2 separate regions of the Mus musculus genome follow, and region 2 is linked to region 1. Evidence: chromatin contacts called from public Micro-C data. All regions are on one chromosome and are shown on one strand. The core of a region is the stretch at or near the end of the contact, and the rest is flanking DNA. Distances in the headings are between cores, read along the strand shown.

Region 1 (4,601 bases), core at 622-3,121:
ATGAATTTCAAGTGGAATTTAGCTAGGTGGTCAGTCTCAACAGCAAGCAGCTTTATCCACTGAGATATCTTGCCAGCACTGTATTGGTGTTTTGGTTTTTTTCTTGTTTTTTGTTTTTTCCTTGCTAAGGACAAACTCACCAAGAATTCTACCTACTATTAGACAAACACCTTCAGGTGATCATAACCAGGAGTGGCTCACACCATACATACTGCTTCATGGAACAACGTAACATGGCTGTCCTTAAAGTCTCATTCTGTAGCCCAGGCTAACCTAGAAATCACTATGCAACACACACTGCCCTCAAACCTGCAGCTTCTGCCTCAGCCTCTGGTGTGGTGGGGTTCCAATTACAAGCCAGCCACCATGCCCACTTAGCAGACAAGATTTTGGAGTCACAGGATAAAAGGCAGAGGAGTCAGAAGAGGTGTGTAACAGAGGGACAGATGAAAAATAGGTCACCTCTATCCCTGGTGACTCCAACAGGCGAATGAAATATCCAGGAAAGAAACTGATTTACTTCCAGGCCAGAGAGATGTCTCCGTGGGTAAAGGCACTTGATGTGTGAGCCTGAAGACCTGAAGTCAATCCTTAGAACTCATGGAAAGTGGGGGAGAGAGCCAACTCCACAAAGTTGTCATCTGGCCTCTATCCACATGGGTGGCATACACACACACACACACACACACACACACACACACACACACACAAATATTTGTCAGTATTGGCAAATGAGTATGAGGTGGTAAGAGATTTCACTGGTGCTGTTAACTGAACCATCGGCCTCATGACACCAAAACTGTCTGTGCCAGTCACCTTACTCTAAAGGCGGCGGGGGTGTGGGGAAGAGAAACGAGGAGGAAGATGGGCGAGAAACAGTGAAACTGAGTCCAGCTGATCCTTGCGCGTACTTTACATTGGAAATGGCCAACAGAGTCAACAGCAGGGCTTGTTTAACTTGAACTTCTAGGTCCTATGCCCAGTTTGAGATTCAGCAGGTCAAGGATTTTACAGTTCAGACAAGTTCCCAGCTAAGACTGAGGCTACTAGCCAGGGCCATGTTTGGAGAAGCCCTGATATAAAACACTTTTATGGGCAGCCAGAGTATCAATTTGCAGAGTCCTTCCTTAATACCTCACTCTCCAACTGCTCTGCTCTGCCTCTGGAGTTAGAAAAGGGAGATGAATATGCTTAAATTCCAAACATCATCCTGACCTGGGCGCGGTGGCACATACCTCAAAGTCTAGCACTGGGGAGCCTGAGGCAGCTTGGGCTACTGTCTGAGGCAAGACTGTCTCAAAAGTGAAATAAGACATTAAAACCTGAGCATCAATTCTACAAGAATTGGACAGAGCCACGTATAGAGGAAGAACACTATCCTAGTTTTCAGGGTTTTTTTTGTTTTTTTTTGTTTTTTTTTTGTTTTTTTCAGTACCACGCTCTTAATGGGAACAAAAAATACAGTTCTCACGACCTTAAACGCTGACACTTGTTCAAAATGTCTAGTGAGGGGAAGCGCGTGTCATGCACATTAACGGAACTCAGTGATAGCAACTGAGCAGAGAAAACTGAAAATCTGACTAAAGCCAAAACGAACAGCCAGATAACACAAGAGGAACTTAGGACTCCTGGGAGTTATCTATCTAAAACACTGCAGCGATGCTCACAATGATCTGAGGGAAGAGCTGCTGCATGATAACTGGTTCCTGACCAACTGCATTTACACAGGCTGACCACTGCCCAACAGACGTAAATCACACTCTTTACTATCTGTTGAAACTTAGTCTTTGTTCCCTGCAGATTGAAGAACTCGTGGGGGGCGGAGGCATCCATCTTGTGGCTTGTCCCTGGGTTCAGCTGCCAAAATATTAGTCATAAAGGGGCTCGTGATTAGGCCCCAGAAAAAGCATTTCCCGCCTGGCTTTAACATTTGAGAACACAGGGCATCACATTTCATCAGCTAAGTGGTTCTGCAGGGGACTGAGAGTCTACTTTTGTGTTTTGCTTTCTATTTAAATTCCAAATGCAAAGGACACCAAAATAGGCTCATTTCACATACCAAAAAAATATGTCATTTTTCTTCATTGCTGGGGATAGAAGCCATGACCTCACAGAACACAATAAGCAGTAAGTGCCTAACCACTGAGCTCTACTCCCTAGCCCTGAACAAGTATTTCTAATCTGTGTTGCAGACCCACATTAACACTTCTCATATTAGTTAGAATATGTTATCTATATAACTAGGGATACAGTTTGGAATCACTGGGTAAAATTCCCTTTTCCTACAAGAAACTAAAAAGATGAACATCAATCGTTCTGTGTACTGATACTAAGAAAAACCACCCCAAACTCCACCTTAGTAATTCAGGTGACTTGGATGCCACTGTCTTTCCCTGTAAAAACCACTCCTAGTATGGGCCTGTTAAGGATTACCTTTCTGCTGGGCAGTGGTGGCGCATGCCTTTAATCCCAGCACTTGGGAGGCAAAGGCAGGTGGATTTCTGAGTTTGAGGCCAGCCTGGTCTACAGAGTGAGTTCTAGGACAGCCAGGGCTACACAGAGAAACTCTGTCTTGAAAAAAAAAAAGGAAGAAAGAAAAAAAAAAAGATTACCTTTCTGTAAGTATATGTTCCTACTTATAAATAACTCATCTATACTTGACAATGCTAAAGGCTTCGGTGTGGCAGGAACAGGGCGTTAGTCTCTAGGGTACCTTGCTTGGAGATAAAACTGCATTTCTGTGAAGCTGGTGAGTCTGTAGTGCCAACAGCAAGGCTGTGCAGACAGAGCCTGATTTCCAGCCTCCCTTGGGCTACTTGTCCCTTTGAAGCAGAAAACTGGTCCCTGTCCTTTATAACCTCATCATAGAAGAAGGCAGGAGAGTTGAGGGGTGGGGAGGCTGGTGACTTGCTCAAGATCTTCCTGTAACTTGATCTTCTGACTTACTGAGACCAGTCACAACCCTTCTCTGAAGCCACTGGGTCACAGTGGTACATGTACATGTGTTGGGGTGTGGGAAATCAAACCTTGTGCTACAATGAATACCCTGGGAGACTCCGCTGTTCTCATACCTTCTTGTTTTCTAAACTGCTCAGGTTAGTTTTCCGGGATAATCTAATTATCTATATTGAGCTTTAGTTCCTTAAGCCATAAAATACTGGACATGCCAATGTTCAGAGTCCTAAACTGCTCTTGGACTCATTCCTGTCAAGATATCTGATGTACTGGTGTGTGTGCAGCTGGTATGTGAGAATAGAGCTGCCATGATTTCCACTGTCAATAAAAATTGCCTGCCAATTATGAGGAATGGGCATTCTAGGAACTGTTGTTGTCACTGCCTGGCATTGCTAGTGTGGCCCCACTCAGACTGAAGTTTCCCAGAGCAAGTACCTACTTCTCAGACTGCTTAACAGTGTTGACTTCTAAAGAAGGCTGAGTAGCCCAGAGGGCAAGCAGTAAGTAGGCTTTATTGCTCCATGGGAGTGGGTGGGTAGAGAATCAAGGAATACTGGGTGCCAGAGAAGATGACCTGCTTTGCTGATGATGGCCCAACACTGACCCATTGTGCAAGGTCTAGGACAATACCCACACTCTTGAACTAGCTGCTGTCTATATCCTGCATACCTAAAGCCAGACCAGCATTCACAATAGAGCTTTGGAATCTAAGCTCCGCATTGTTCCAGGTTTACAAGGAAATGCTGTTTGTCTTGCATGTGGGCCAATTGTGTGACTCTCCACAGGACAGCTGGCTCCTCATCCACCTCCAGGGGACTGCTTCATATCTAAATAATGTATTTGTCTCAGAAAAATCTAAGCCTATGGAAAAGAACTGTCCGTTCACAACAAGTGAAGGAAAAAGAAATAGTGGCAAATCAGGCCAGATGTAGGAGGCAGAGATAAAACACCGAGCTTGTAATTGGGACGAGCCATGTGGTAGATATGAAGTTAGGGTACCAATTCCCAGCTAACGACTCAAGTTCTAAACAGAATGTCAGGGCTAGGCATGGTGGTACACATCTTCAATCTTATCGGTCAGGAGGCAGATCTGAGTTTAAGGTCAGCCTAATCTACAAAGAGTTCTAGACTAACCAAGGCTACATAGTGAGATCTTGTCTCAAAAAACAAACAAAACAGACAGAATGTCAGCCGAGTCTTTGAAAATATTAAGTATCTTACAAAAGAGCTTTGTTATGTCACTCACTAGTTTTAGTTACTTTGGAGTAAAACCATAGATTTTTTTTTCTGTGTTTCACTTAGGTTAAATTAGTGAACTGCAGAGCCAGGAGCCAGTGTGCACCACCATCTGTCTGCATTTAGTAAAGACCAGTGTTTCTTTTCTTTTTTTGTTTTTTGGAGACAGGGTTTCTCTGTGTAGCCCTGGCTGTCCTGGAACTCACTCTGTAGACCAGGCTGGCCTCAAGCTCAGAAATCCTCCTGCCTCTGCCTCCCAAGTGCTGGGATTAAAGGCGTGCGCCACCACTGCCTGGCAAGCCCAGTGTTTCAAAACCTACTTTTGGTTAGTTGTTTCACTAAACACATTTGGCTCTGTGTGGGTAAGAATCATCTCTCACTACATATCTAGTCCTTTAGGATTACAAACT
Region 2 (4,601 bases), core at 1,089-3,588, 440 kb before region 1:
AACTTCCCTTTATTGGACCCACACCCAGGGAGGAGAACAGCTGAAGCCTGCTGTTTAGAAACCACAGGGTTCTCAGGAAAGAGAACCATTCTTCCTGGGAGCACAATGCCGCCCAGAGAGCATGGAGCCTCCCTACTCTGGAAGACAGTTCCAGGGGAGGGACAGTAGGACTCCCTCACTGCCCTCCCCAGGTGAGGTGGAAGCTGCCCTTTTTAGTTATCCCCTTGGCCAGCCTGGGGACACACTGTATTTCCCATGGGTACAGAAAGCTTGTGCCCCATCCCTGACTCTCCAGCCTCGCAGGTCTCTTCTTGACACGCAGTTTTGTCTGGCCCTGGCAGTGGCTTTTGGCAGCTGGAGGAGAGCAAAAGTCAATGTGGAGAGCAAGTGACATTTAGAAGCTGGAACCTGTTAGTCAGAGCAGGTGGCGCGCTCTGCTGCGTTGGTGGCTAAGTTCCCTCGAGCTAGTCGCCATGGTTTTCCTCACTTCTGAAACTTGGGGCTGGGTATGTATATGAACTGAGGGTTTTTTTTTTTTCTTTCTTTCTTTTCTTTTTCCCTCACACCATGTTATGTCAAAACCCTAAGCATCTCGCTGACACCCACAGGTAGAAGCAGCTGGCCTGTGTGTCACCCTGCTATTCTTACTCCCCCACCCCACATCGTTCTTTAAGGTACTTTTTGCTTTTTTCCTTCCTATCTTCCATGGACTCCTGGGGACTGCTGGTGCAGAGATCCTTCCCATACAGAGCTCCTGGGGAAGGGAGAAATGAAAATTTTACCTGCAGACCTGTGGCTAGAGGCTTGCCCAGGTCCCGTGATGAGGCCTGAGCAGACCCCTTACAGTTTAGTGCCCATCCCTCCTGACTCTGAGATTTTGGCTATATTTTAATCCTGCCTTAGGTGTTGTCCCAGGAGACACAACGACTACTGTAGTCTTGTGCCAGGTGTGGGCCAGGAAAGGTAAATTCGACTAGAGGTTGGAGGCTCATCTTTATGGTTTGGATTATCCACCTAACAGTTATGTGCCTCAGGTTTTTTTTTTTTTTTTTTTTTCATCTGCAAAATGGAACATGGCTACTATGGTCCGTCAGCTTTTGGCTCCTGGAATAAAACTAGTGTTGGGTTAGGCTGACAGCAAAAGTTAAAAACACTGTATAGTTTTAAAAGCAAATTAGACAAGGGTTGTGGGGGTGGAGACGATGTGGCTGGTCGGTAACTGAGATTCTCCAACCCCCTGCCCCATAATGCACCAGATGCCAGAGCTGTGTACCCAGGAACTCAACTAAAGTCTTTTAGGGGAAATATTGTCACCCTGAGTGGGTGGGAAAGAGGGGCTTCTATGTTGGAGAAGCAAGTTAGGGATGGGTTATGGAGGAAGGGCCTGGAATAGAATGTAAAAAAGTTCAGGGGATGTAGTGTATTTAGCAGGAACAGTCAGGAAAAAACCAGGGCCAGGAGGCCCTATCTGGGGTGCTTTGCTGGAAGTCTTGTATCAGCTTGGGTCTGGCCATGTGAGGAAGAGAGATGGTAACTCAGCTGTAGTCGGGAAGCCCAGGATCTATCTAGCTCACTCTGCGCTTAATGACACGTGTGTGCTACCATCCACTCTACCTTGGACATCTTGGTTTTGACCAGTATAAATTCAAGTGGGCTTGGGGTGCCGCCTCTCTGAAGGAATGGCAACCCTGGGAGCACCTGGCACAGGAGACCTGTTTCTAGGGCCACCCCAAACCTCAGTTCTTCAGAAGGAATCATTTCCTATCTGTGGGTGCCAGTGTGTGGTTGTTGCTTTTGTGGGAATCTGAGGAAGCAATGAGATTGTGCAGGAGAGAACAGAGCTCCAAACTCAGCTCACAGTGAGGTGTAAAAATGGACAGATAGGGCCTGTGAGGTTCCAGGCACCAGGGGTGGACTGTAGGGCTTGAATGAGGGTCCTTCCATTCTGTGAGGGTCCTGTAGTCACATGGAGGCATAGGTGCAGCTAGCCACAGGCAGCACTGAGTGGACAGCCACTCAAAAGCTGGAGACTTTTCTTCCCTGCTTTCTTCATGCTCAAACTTTTGCTCTGTTTGTTTCTAAAAGAAAAAAAAAAAGAAAGAAAGAAAAACTAGTGTGTCTAATTTTTTTTGGATTATTAAAACAATTATTTTAATGGTGGAGGTTACTTTGTGAGGCTATAGGATGTTGGCACAGAGAAAAGCCTGCTGTGGCTCCTGAGCCCCAGGTAACTTGGCTCTGTTTCCCTCTTAGAGGACACAGTATAATGTTTCCCCTGGTCTTGAGTCCCACCCAGCCTCCCACCGCTCTGGAGCTCTTGAGAAGACGTGGCCTACACAGATAAGCCATCTCCTCACGGGAAAGCCGCCTACCGTTACATGGCAGTTGCCACCAGCCATTTATCCTGGTAGCGCTGGGGCTTGGAGGAAGCAGGTGGCGTCTCGGGGCAGCGCCGCAGAGAGGCAGCAGCAGGCTTCAAGGATTCAGCTTGGCTCTAGTCTGGGGGGAAATGAAAGCCTCCTGTCTGGACAGCAGTAGGTATCCTAGGCTCAGAAAAACAATGTTTATTTCATTGTCAGCTATATCACAACTTAGCTGGCTGTAAGTAACCGAAAGTCATAGTAGAGACTTGTGGACTCTTATTTTGTAAACTCTACTGGCATGTGTTGTCCTCTGTTATCGGCTATGTCATCTCATGGTTACAATATGGCTACCAATTCCCCAGACACTGCTTTCACATCCCAGATGGGGGAGTTAGAAAGGACCAGTCCCTTTATGGAGAAAGTGAAGCAGGAAGTTCTAGCAAGTGCAGTAACACCTTGCAGTTTGATTGGTGAGGAAGGCTGAAAGGTGCTGGATGCAGAATCAGCAGAGCCTGCGTCGGAGATAGAACCTGATTATATGGATCTGTTTTTTCCAAGGACTGTCAATGAGACCTCTGTGGGAAGGGAGGTTTGGTGGTCTCAATGCCCCAGTGCAGCCCGAAGGACAGTCTTGACATGGAAGAAAGGAGGTGATGAGATTGGGCAGACCAATTGAGAAGGATGTAGCCCCAGGAATGCCTGTTCACTACTTGTGTGCTACTAAGCCACAGGCTACGGCCTGAGAACATCCTGTTCAGATTTCTAAAAGCTGAACTTACTTTAGGAACTAAAGGGTAGATGACCTTGTAGGCCTGGCAGGCCACCCATAGGGATCCCAGCGTTCAGATGTCTAAACTAGCTGCTCTGGTCTCTTAGGAATAAACCCACCTTCAACCCCGATTGACAAGGCATCCAGGAGCTTTCCATTAACCAGGGCTTTTCATCTCTTCCCCCTTAAGAAAATCCAGCAGCTCTCAGAGGGCTCCATGTTTGGCCACGGCCTGAAGCACCTGTTTCACAGCCGCCGCAGGTCACGGGAGAGGGAGCACCAGGCGTCTCAGGAGGCCCAGCAGCAGCAGCAACAGCAGGGCCTATCCGATCAGGACTCCCCAGATGAGAAGGAACGCTCCCCGGAGATGCACCGCGTCTCCTATGCTGTGTCCCTGCACGACCTGCCTGCCCGACCTACTGCTTTCAACCGGGTGTTACAGCAAATCCGCTCCAGGCCCTCCATCAAGCGGGGCGCCAGCCTGCACAGCAGTGGCGGGAGCGGTGGTCGCCGTGCCAAGAGCAGCTCCCTGGAGCCACAGCGTGGCAGTCCTCACCTGCTTCGTAAGGCCCCCCAGGACAGCAGCCTGGCCGCCATCCTGCACCAGCACCAGGGCCGACCCCGTTCCTCCTCTACCACCGACACCGCCTTGCTCCTGGCCGATGGCAGCAGTGCGTACCTCCTGGCTGAGGAAGCAGAGAGCATCGGGGACAAGGTAAGTCTGGGTGGAAGGAGAGCCACAATGAAACCTCTAAGGCCCAGCTGGTGCCCCGACTGGCACTGCTGATACTTGCTACTCTATTATCTGTCCTGGCAGAGGAGTTAGGATATGACCAAGCCAGACACGGAGTGCGTTATTCAAGGGGCTAAGTTTTGTTTGTCTAGGGGATTAGTTTTTCAAAAATGGTTGTTTGCCCAGGCTGATAGTAATTTCGGGTTTCCTTAAATATGTTTTGAGGAGACTGAGGCCTAGTTATTCTTCCTAACTAGCCACTGTATCTCTTTGCTCTTCTGTATTGCCAATTGAAGTGGGGGCAATGAGAGTAAAGAGTTAGCAGAGGTGAGATCCTGGATTGGAACCTGGCACACTCTGTGTCCTGTGACTATTACCAACTGACAAAGGGAAGGAATCCATGAAGTGTGATTTGGCACTTCATGAATGTCTCCAACTCATTTGTTTATTTGTGCAGCAAATGTTAACTGAGTGTTTATTGGATGTTAGAGGAGCACACAAACCAGTGTGGCTGATCTCATGCCACCCTGTGTCTAGAAACACTGGTGGGAAGACTTTGATGGATGCCTTGGAGCTTGGAAACACAGTAGGCAGTGTGGGTGGAGGGGAATTGGCCAGAGACTGTCTGTAAGTCTCTACTGAACTCAATCTTAAAGGAGGCAGGGAAGGTTGGTATATAGCAAAGCAAGGGAGCTGGCGGCATGTGCTTCTTGCTTGTGGAGACTCAGGGAGGCAG

Evidence for each region. Hi-C and Micro-C count contacts between places; a contact is called where the count stands out from the background.
Region 2: a contact with region 1 is called in a Micro-C map of the G1E-ER4 cell line. The contact joins two enhancer-like sites. A contact is called at or near these places in 1 of 39 promoter capture datasets (the C10 cell line), 1 of 484 Hi-C or Micro-C datasets (the G1E-ER4 cell line) and 1 of 9 other capture datasets (adipose tissue).

What each region holds. Positions count from the first base shown.
Region 1 is chr1:131,940,006-131,944,606 of GRCm38.p6, reverse strand. No RefSeq gene overlaps it. Among named protein-coding and RNA genes, the nearest start is that of Slc45a3, 21 kb to the left of the region's middle. Within about 2 kb of position 1,871, at least 47 of the 459 cell types and tissues checked have an H3K27ac peak or open chromatin away from gene starts, as enhancers often do. A contact at or near this core is called in the G1E-ER4 cell line, where this site is marked.
Region 2 is chr1:132,379,903-132,384,503 of GRCm38.p6, reverse strand. It overlaps Tmcc2 (transmembrane and coiled-coil domains 2), which reads left to right. Exons shown (of 5, transcript NM_178874.3): 2 at 3,323-3,847. Among named protein-coding and RNA genes, the nearest start is that of Tmcc2, 9.2 kb to the left of the region's middle. Within about 2 kb of position 2,338, at least 58 of the 459 cell types and tissues checked have an H3K27ac peak or open chromatin away from gene starts, as enhancers often do. A contact at or near this core is called in the G1E-ER4 cell line, where this site is marked.